2 separate regions of the Dromaius novaehollandiae genome follow, and region 2 is linked to region 1. A link is a contact called in public Hi-C data. All regions are on one chromosome and are shown on one strand. The core of a region is the stretch at or near the end of the contact, and the rest is flanking DNA. Distances in the headings are between cores, read along the strand shown.

The links. A called contact is a pair of places that touch in the nucleus more often than the background predicts.
Region 2: a Hi-C map of liver shows a contact between it and region 1, with 4 times the contacts expected there. The contact joins the enhancer-like site here to the promoter of IRS2 in region 1. A contact is called at or near these places in 2 of 4 Hi-C or Micro-C datasets (brain and liver).

What each region holds. Positions count from the first base shown.
Region 1 is chr1:156,146,994-156,151,531 of bDroNov1.hap1, reverse strand. It overlaps IRS2 (insulin receptor substrate 2), which reads right to left and starts at 2,958. Exons shown (of 3, transcript XR_010386785.1): 1 at 1-2,958.
Region 2 is chr1:156,348,934-156,353,398 of bDroNov1.hap1, reverse strand. No RefSeq gene overlaps it. Among named protein-coding and RNA genes, the nearest start is that of IRS2, 200 kb to the right of the region's middle. Within about 2 kb of position 2,273, at least 2 of the 2 cell types and tissues checked have open chromatin away from gene starts, as enhancers often do.

The DNA.
Region 1 (4,538 bases), core at 1,709-4,208:
TCCGCAAGGTCTCCAAAGAGAGGCGGCTGGGCCGGACCACGCGCTGGCACCGCTGGCTCAGGAAGCTCTCGGTCCGGCTGTGCCGCAGGGGCGAAGGCACCGTGTGGCTGGAGGGAGCGAAGGTGCCGGCGGGGGACTGACCCGCTCCGCACACCGCTTCCTCAGGGATCATCCTCCCTGGGGAGTTCATGAACACGTACTGGTCGCTGTCCTTAGCCAGGCCCTGACTCTTGTAGGAGCGGGGTAAGGAGCTGTACGAATAGCAGCCAGGCTTGGTGGGCTCACTGGCCCCGTGCCCTGAAGGGGCGAAAAAGAAGTCTGGGGGGGTGAGGGAGGGAGCCTGGGGCCCATGCTGGGGGTCCCGGGGGGACATATTGATGTAGTCGCCACTGCTCAGCCTCCCGTCTGAGCTCTCCACAGACAGCTTGGAGCCGCACCACATCCTCATGTAGCCGCTATCATCGGGGGAGCTCTCCCCGGGTGAGCTGGTCTTGTAACTGCTCCCGTTCCCGGGGGACCCACCTACCACCCCGGCCCGGGGCTGCAGGATCTGCTTGGGAGCGGACACGCTGGTGGGGCTCATGGGCATGTAGTCATCGCTGCCCCGGCTTCCCTGCCCTAAGGCTGCGGCCACGCCGGGGGTCATGGGCATGTAGCCATCATCATCTCCTCCTCCTCCTCCTCCTCCTCCCCCTGCCGCCGGTGGCCCCAGGTTGATGCTGCTGCTGCCAGAGCTGCGGTGGGAACCGATCTCAATGTCCCCATAGTCCTCGGGGTAGGGGGTGTAGGTGACTTTCGGGGAAGCTCCCGCCTGGCAGGAGGGGAAGAGGCGGCCGGCGCTGCCGGCGAAGGTGGCACGCATCAGCGTGTACTCGTCAAGGGAGGCAGAGGAGACCTGCGGCGGGGCGGGCCGCTGCCGGCACGGGGTGGTCAGCGAGTAAGTCCTCTTGCGATGGCCCTTGTCAGCAGCATCGGGGCAGGGCCGGTAAAAGAGCCGGCCGCTCAGGGGCCGCTCCATGGCCATGTAGCCATAAAGGTCAGTGCCGCCCCCAGGGTCCCGCACTGGGGGGGTCTCAGCGACCGACTCGGGCGTGTTGCTGCGGTTGCTGGCGGTGGAGGAGGAAGAGAAGGGCCGCAGGTCGCCGCCGGGGCTGGAGCCGTACTCGTCAAAGGACATGAAGCCCGCATCGCTGGGGGAGCCGGAGACGGAGGCACTGCTGCTGGACGGGCGCTGCGGGTGGTGCAGGGGGGCCGGCTCAGAGCCGAGGCCGCTGCTGGAGGAGAGGCTGATGGGGCTGGTGGCGGAGGGGGGCGAGTGGGAGGCGGGCATGGACATGGAGCGGCTGCTCGGCAGGCCGCTCCCGGCCAGCGCCGGCAGCAGTTTCCCCGCCTGCCTGCCGCCGCTGCTAAGCGTGTGCGAGCGGCTGAGCGGGGTGCGCACGGGGCCAGGGCTCATGGGGCTGCCGGCTGCTGAGCCCACCCGGCAGCCGTCGCCCTCGCTGGCTGTCCGCACCCGGCACGGTGTGCCCTTGGCGCCAGTCGCCAGGCTGTCAGTGCGGGAGCGGCGGAGCAGGCCGGTCTGGCTGGGGGGCAGGTTGACCAGGTGGTGGTGGTGGTGGTGGCGGCGGCCAGGCACGGTGATGGGGTGGGTGGCAGAAGCGCCGCTGCCGCCAGGCCCGGCGGCCCCCCCGGAGGAGGAGGAGGACGAGGACTGGCTCTTGCTGCGGGGCCGGAACTCGGACAGCTCCTTCAGAGCCTTCATGGCCTCCAGGATGGTCTCGTGGATGTTCTGGGCCACCACGGAGTCGTCCGCCTGCATCCAGAGCTCGCCGGGCCCCGTGGCCGCCGAGCGCCCCACCTCCATGAAGAAGAAGCTGTCGGAGTGGCCGCAGCGGCGGATGTTCATCAGCTGCAGCGTGACCGAGGGCAGCTCACAGTTGAGGCGCACGAAGCCGATGGTGCGGGCTGAGAGGCACAGCCGGTGCACGCCGGTGAGGTTTTTGCTCTGCCCCAAGCCCTTGGGCTTCAGCGTCACCTGCCAGACCTCCCGGTAGGCGGCGGCGGCCGGGGTGATCAGCCCGTAGTTGAGGTCCTCGCCGCCGGCGGCCAGGGAGGCGGCGGCGGCGCTGCAGGAGGCGGAGAAGGGCGAGGAGAGGTGGCGGTGCGGGGAGCCCTGGCAGGCCGCCTTGCCCTCGTTGAGCAGGTCGGTGAGAGCCCGGTACCAGCCCTCCTGCTCCTGCTCGTTCTCGGCCGCCACGGCGAAGTACTCGTCCTTGGTGTACAGGGCGATCAGGTACTTGTGCTTGGCATCCGCCCGCTTGTTGATGTTGAGGCAGGAGTCGAGGGCGATGACCCGCTTCGGCGCCCCGGACTTGTTCCTCCATTTCTTCTCGCTCTCGTAGTACTCCAGCCGGGCGCCCGCCGCCTCCTCCCCGCCGCCCGGGCCGCGCAGCACGAAGAAGCGCTTGTGGCCGTGCTTCTGCTTGCGCAGGTAGCCGCACTTCCGCACGCTCTGGTTGTTGTTGTTGTTGTTGTTGAGGTTGGGGCCGGCAGGGGGGCTCACGGGGGGCAACAGCCCCAGCACGGCAGGGCTCGCCATCCCCGGCCCCGCGGCGGGCAGCGGCGCCGCGCTCCTCTCCGCGTCTCGGCCGAGCAGCGGCGGCGCGACGGGGTTATCCTCCGCGGAGGGAGCCCGGAGCGGCGGCGGGGTCCTCCCGCCTCTAGGCAGCGGGCGCTGCCGGCGGCCGCTCGGCGGCTCGGGAACCGGCGGCGCCGCCGCTGCCGCGGGCGCTCCCCTGCGCGTCTCGTCGCTGCTGCTGCTGCCGCAGCGGCTGCTGCCTGCGTCGGTAGGAGTTTAGCAGTAAGTAACACATCGCGCACGGAGTGACTGAACTAAAGAGCAAAACAACACGTGACCCGCCGAGTTACCGAGACGCTCACACACCGAGACGGGGCGGGCGGGGCGGGGCGGGGGGGGGGCCCGGCGGGCCGGGGGGGGCCGGGCCCGTCGGCACCGCCCCGCATTGGGCGCCGCGCCGCCCGAGGGACAGCGTCGCGCACCAATTGGGCCGCGGCGGCGGGCCCCGTGGGCGGGGCGGCGCACTGCCATTGGGCCGTTGGCGCGCTTGGCCCCGCCTTCCCCTCGCTGCCTCCTTCCCCCGGCGGCGGCTTTTCCCGCCCACAACCGCCGGCTCGCTTCAGGCACGGCCCGGCCCGGTCCGCCTGGGCCCGGCCCCCTCCTACCCTCCCCGGCACACACCCCGGAGCGTGCCTAAAACACGAATGTAGCAGGAAGAACAAATACATCCGACAAAACTTGCGTGCTGCAGCTCACTCTAACCTGAGCCATCGCAGCGGCAGCCTAGCTCATTCGGCTGCGCTTGCGGGGGGGCGGGTGGGGGACGACGTCCAAGGCTATTTACAGAAGGAGAGGGGTTGTAAAACTGGAGATGGAGGCAGAAAGAGGGGCTGTGAAATCGGAGAGGGAGGCGGAAAGAAGGGGCGGAAGCACGGCCGCAATCCGTGACAGGACTTCATTGTGTAACCTCGGCGGAGCAAGCGATGGGGTCAGAAAGGTGCCTTTCCGCCCCGATGTGCGGCGGGGGGACGGGGGACGGGGGCGGCTTTCGCAGGCGACCATCGATCGGGAGTCACGAAGTCTCCCCCGCACACCCCCCGTGCCGGGGAAACCACGCTGCCTCCCCGCGGGACAAAGACGCGAGGTCGCCGAGATGGCCGTGCCCACCATCCATCTTACCCCCGCCGCCCGCCCGTTACCACGAAAACCGCCTCCCTGCGCGGGCAGCCCCGCTCCCTGCCTCCCTCCGCCGGCGGTACGCGCCCTCCTACACCTCGGTGTGTCAGCGTACACCCACGCAGCACAGCCGGCGTGACCGCCCTCCCTCGCTGCGCGTGTCCCCCCGCAGCCCGCGTGGGGACCCCGCCCCGCCTCGCCCCCGCGCCCGCCATTTCGCGGCCCTGGGAGCCGCCGCCGCCCCCCGGCATGGCGGGGGGAGGCCGTCGCCGCTCCTGTCCCTCATCAATCAGCGGCTTGTTTCCCCGCTCCCCATGGTTGTTATTTATGTGTGGCGAGGAAATGCCACCTCGGGAGGGGAGAGGAGGGGAGGGGAGGAGAGGAGGGGGGAAAGCATTACTCATTTTTAATTAAATAAATTAATTTATCTCCGCGTTTTGCGTTAGCTGTGAATAAGGGCAGCGCTCGCGTTTCCTTTGGAAACAAACCCCGCCACACTGGGGGATTACAGCACATCGAGGCAATTAAGTAATGAGTTGTGAAGGGGGGGAGGGGGGGACACGCAGCGCTCCGTCCCCTGTTTTTCTCGGGAAAGCTGCTGCGCAGCTTGGCAGTTTGCACCAGCCCCTTCCCTGTGGCGGAGGTGCCCTTTCCACCCCCCGCTCCGGCGTTACAAATACTTGTTTACGCGCTGCCTGGCTGCGGGGTTTTAACGTGCCCCGTGTGCGCTGGGGTCGGATCCGCCTTTCGGCACCCCCCTCTCCCGTCGGTGGGCAAAGCGGCT
Region 2 (4,465 bases), core at 1,024-3,523, 200 kb before region 1:
TTTGTTTCAGTCTCTATAGTTCTGTTGTTGTCTGCTTCCTGCTTTCCAGTTCTTTTTAACAGTGTCACCAAAGTAATCTCTGTATCTCAGAGAGTCTCCTACACAAGGAACTGCCTGCATATTCAAACACCTTGCTGCTTTCAGTAATCACTTAGTCATAGCCTTCTCCTTCACATCTGGACCCACTCCCCCATCTTCTCCCGGTTCTCTTCCCTACTCATTAGAAATGTTCCTGCTTCCCTCCCATCTTCTCTAGGTACCCCAAAGAGCTCAGACCTTGATGTGTTACTTAACTTTAGTCTCCTCTCTGTTGGCTATTGTTCCCTTTCCAAATTGTAAAGATGGTTAATTCATATTCTATCTCCATGGTGAAATATCCCCAGTATAGCCTATCTCTTTTGAAAACCTGATTAGATGAAACTATTTTTGTTTCAGAACTGCAAAATTTATCACACAGGTAAAATTTAGTCTAACATGCTACCTATATAGTATGTTTACCATTGCTCTCTTAGAATAAATCTGGAATGCTCTGCTGCCTGTCACAGATATTATAGTGTTTATGTGCAAACAATGAAGGATATTCACCTTACCTCAAACGAGAAACCTGTGCTCCTCATAATCTGCCTTGCTCTCTCCTCAAAACTCCCTCCTCTCCTGATGATGCAGGTTTTAAACACTTGTAGGAAAAAGGAAGAAGGTTTTGCATACTTTTCTCTCAATGGCTTTTGCACATTTGGATTGTATGTTTGGCCCAATCTTACCACAGACAAATTAGAACACAGTGAGGCACTGTCTCTGTTGGGTGGCAGAAGCCAATACTTGAGATCTGATATGGAACAGTTTCTTAAAACTAACTCCTATCTGCTCCTGAGTCTGTAAGCACTCTTCCTCTGTTTCACTTTGGAGTCTTACAGATCTTTCCAATGATTAAGCTAACATGTTTCTGCTGGATCACAAGGGACAAAGAGGAAGATTCGCATCTAGACTTAGCACTCCAGCGCTCCATGGGTGTGCATCAGCGAGACCAGGAAGGTGCCACCGTTCCTGCCCAGCCTTCACGTATGAGGTTTCATTTCCACAGATACAGAGGAGCAGACTGGAGAAGGCTGGCACATGAATCTGGCTTTGATGTGAGGTTAGGATATGGCCAGAGCACCCATTCCGGTTCAAAACCTTGGAAGCACTCTTGGATCTAGTGATGCAGCCATGGCAATGAAATTGTCTCAGCAAATATCAGCAACCACCAGATTTCAGCTGTTGTTTCCGCCTCTCCTTCCAACTTTCTTTGGCCAGGTCAGGGCATTCCAGCTATGCTACACCGTGGAGAGGGTTCCCGCTTTGGACCTTGGGCCTCCCAGAGGAAGAACAAAGAGAATGAATGGGCAGCAGGGCAGGATGCAAATGGAAGGTCAGCATGGATTTGTTTACCTGACTGTCTAAGCATCCAGGGAATGACAGGGTCACTTGATGGCCATCGATTATTACAATATTTAGAAAGGTCAGAGAAACCCTGGAATATCTGCTTCACTGACTGGAACACATGTTAACAGTGTGAAACCCAATATTATGAGAGGTCACTCAGGACTCTTGTATGGCTTTCACAGCTGAACCCTGCTCAAGTGAACACATTGCAGACAGCAGTTTAAATAAAAAGGGGGGAAATTCAAACATAAACTTCTTCTGGGAAACAGTAAACTCGCTTTATTACATTTTGTGCAAGTGACCTTGTAGAACATTTCTGTGTTGTCCAGAGTAAGCTTTTGCATCATTAAAAATGGTCAGAAGAGCAGAACGGACTAAATTTTGCCTGGGATAAACAGTTACCACCATACAGAGAAGCTGTGTCAGGTTCTAGTAGCAAAGACTTTGGGTCAAGGTATTCAAAAAACCAACAACAAAACTTGGGCTGAAAAAGATCCATCTGCAACAGGGAGTCTAATATATCAATATAAAACTGATCTACAGAGCACTCAGATTTATTCTGTAGGGAGCAACCTTTGCTGGCTGGGGCACGGATTGCCTGACCTAATATGCCTTTTCCATTTATTTCTGTGATGCACAGTTATTTCAGCAGCTTCGTTTCTTTTCTCCTCTGCTGGGTAATAGTGTTAGCAGCGGATCTGCCAGAGGAAACCAGGGCTCTCAGACAGTTCTAAAAATAGCATGACACATGCAAAGCACGTGAGCGAACACCTCACAATCCAGGCTTGGAGCAAGTTGAAAAGAGGAATTTAGGCAAGGCCGTAATCTCTTTCAGGGGAAGCGAGTGCCTGAGGGCGGCTGGTTTAAGCCTGCTGAGCAAGGGGCGGTTCTGGAGCTGCATGTGCACTTGTTTACTACGGCTTGCAGGCGCTGCCCTGTTTTGTTGCCTTTCTGCTCTGCTCCCATTCATTATTTCCCCTGTTTGTTTATTCTGCAGCATTTCTGGATCTCTCTCTGGGGATCTGAGGAATCGCATTAAGGACTCGTCTATCTTATCATGGGAGACAAGCCTGTACTCCAGAGGCTATCTCCTTCAGGCCTCCGAAACAGGCGGAGAGAGAGGCCCTGGACAATCACAGGCAGCACTGAGAACTGGCTACTTTAACTCTTTCCTTGCGGAAGCCTTTTCAAGCAGGAAGGAAATAGCTGCCCACCTCAGATGATTCAATTGCTGAATTAGCCCACCTACTTGAAAACTAGGCGAGGCTGCTTTAAAGGCAGGTGAAGGGGCAGCAATTAGGGTGACTGCTAAAGGTATAAGCCTTAATGAAGCAGTGGAGGAGTTGCTCAGGGTAAGGACAAGAGAAGGAAGGTCTGTGCTTTAGCCAGTGTTGGTGCCACCCTGCCTCTCTTCCCAGCTTTGAAAGGAGACAGCTTTCCTGGCACTGCTGTTAAAAACTAAATGGAATGAAACCTGGTAACCTCCTTCAGTCCAAGGCTACTCCCCAACCTAGAATAAAATCAGAGCTGGACCTTTTCCTGGTGTAAATCTGCTTACCTCCCTTCAAGTATCTGACTTGAGAGAAATGTGTATGTGAGTTAGCATGTCAACTGTGCCATCACTCATCCTTATGGAGTGATCTTGTCAGGATATTCAGCATTATGTGAGCAGCTTACACATGCATGCAAATATACAGCCACATTATTATAAACTACAGTGTGTAATGCAAACAGATGAGCCACCATCAGACAATAACTATTCTAACTGTTGGTTTTTTTCTGAAATACCAATAGCCCGGCAGTCACCCAGCTGAAGCAATGGGGAGAAGTACGTTTCACCTCATGACCATTCTTTTTTCCCCTGTCTGAAAAAGGAGGGGCCAAAATATCCTATGAATCCTTTTACAGGTGCCATTCCTTGAATAACAGAAGTATTTCTGTTTAGACTATGAAAGCAGCTCCCTGATTGTGCCTGTGAATTTCCATTGAACATCCTGGGCCTGGAGACTTCCGAATTCTGTGCAGTATCTTGCCATGTTTTAAACAGAAAAAATGATCCTTCAAAAATATCCTAACCTACCAGCTGTTTTAAAAGAAATACAAATATCATGAGGCATATGTTTCCACATAAAACAGAATTTGGCTCTTAGTATATAATTTGTATGATACAAAAATGGCTTGCTTGTTTACAGTTGTATTTTAGTTGACAACACTAATGATAAGAAACAGAAAGCCCATTACACAAATCAACAGTTTCATGTAATGACAGTGTGATCAAGACCCCCACAGCTATAATGCTTGTGCTGGGAGCACACTTGTCTATGTTCACAACTTTTCTGCTCTCCGAGTCCTGTTTTGAACAGAAGCCCTGAGGACGTTTTGCTGTGTTTCTAAATTATATTTTCAGACAGCATAAGATGTGGCATACTGAGAGAAGCTTAGTCCAGTTTCAGCTGTGCTGAAGGACAAGCTCAGTGAACAGATACTCCTTACTATTGTGAGAGATCAGGAAGATTGCTGATTTTCAGCCCTTTCCCTCTGCAACCTTAAGCAAACATAGTTTAATTAGATCAATAAGGATCAAAGTTGCTTTGAGCAGAGAGGACTTTCAGTTCCTGTAATTGTGATGAATCCACTGCCTCAGAGACGAAAAACACAAAAACAAAACAGAAAAGAGAAAGTCTGGGGATTTTTGCCAGCCCTAATCATTTAAAATATTTTTGTTGTTCTCCTTAGTTCAAAATGCTCCGTACCGTCACAATAGCTCTTTGATATTGGACACTGATATTGATCTGGGTGCATCTGTCTCGCTCAGCAGCTGATAATGACGGCACACGTGATTTCCTGTTATTGAAGCCCCACAGACGTTTCTGGAGCCAGAGCTTGGCAGCTCCAGGGATCCTTTCCCATCAGCAGCGCAGTGTCCAATGCTCTCATTGCCTTTCAGCCGATGCAAGGAGGATAGGCTGCAGCCCTGCTGAGTTGTAAACAACTTGTTTACCTCCTTCTCGGTGTAATCTGTCCCTGCTTCTGTCAACTCCTG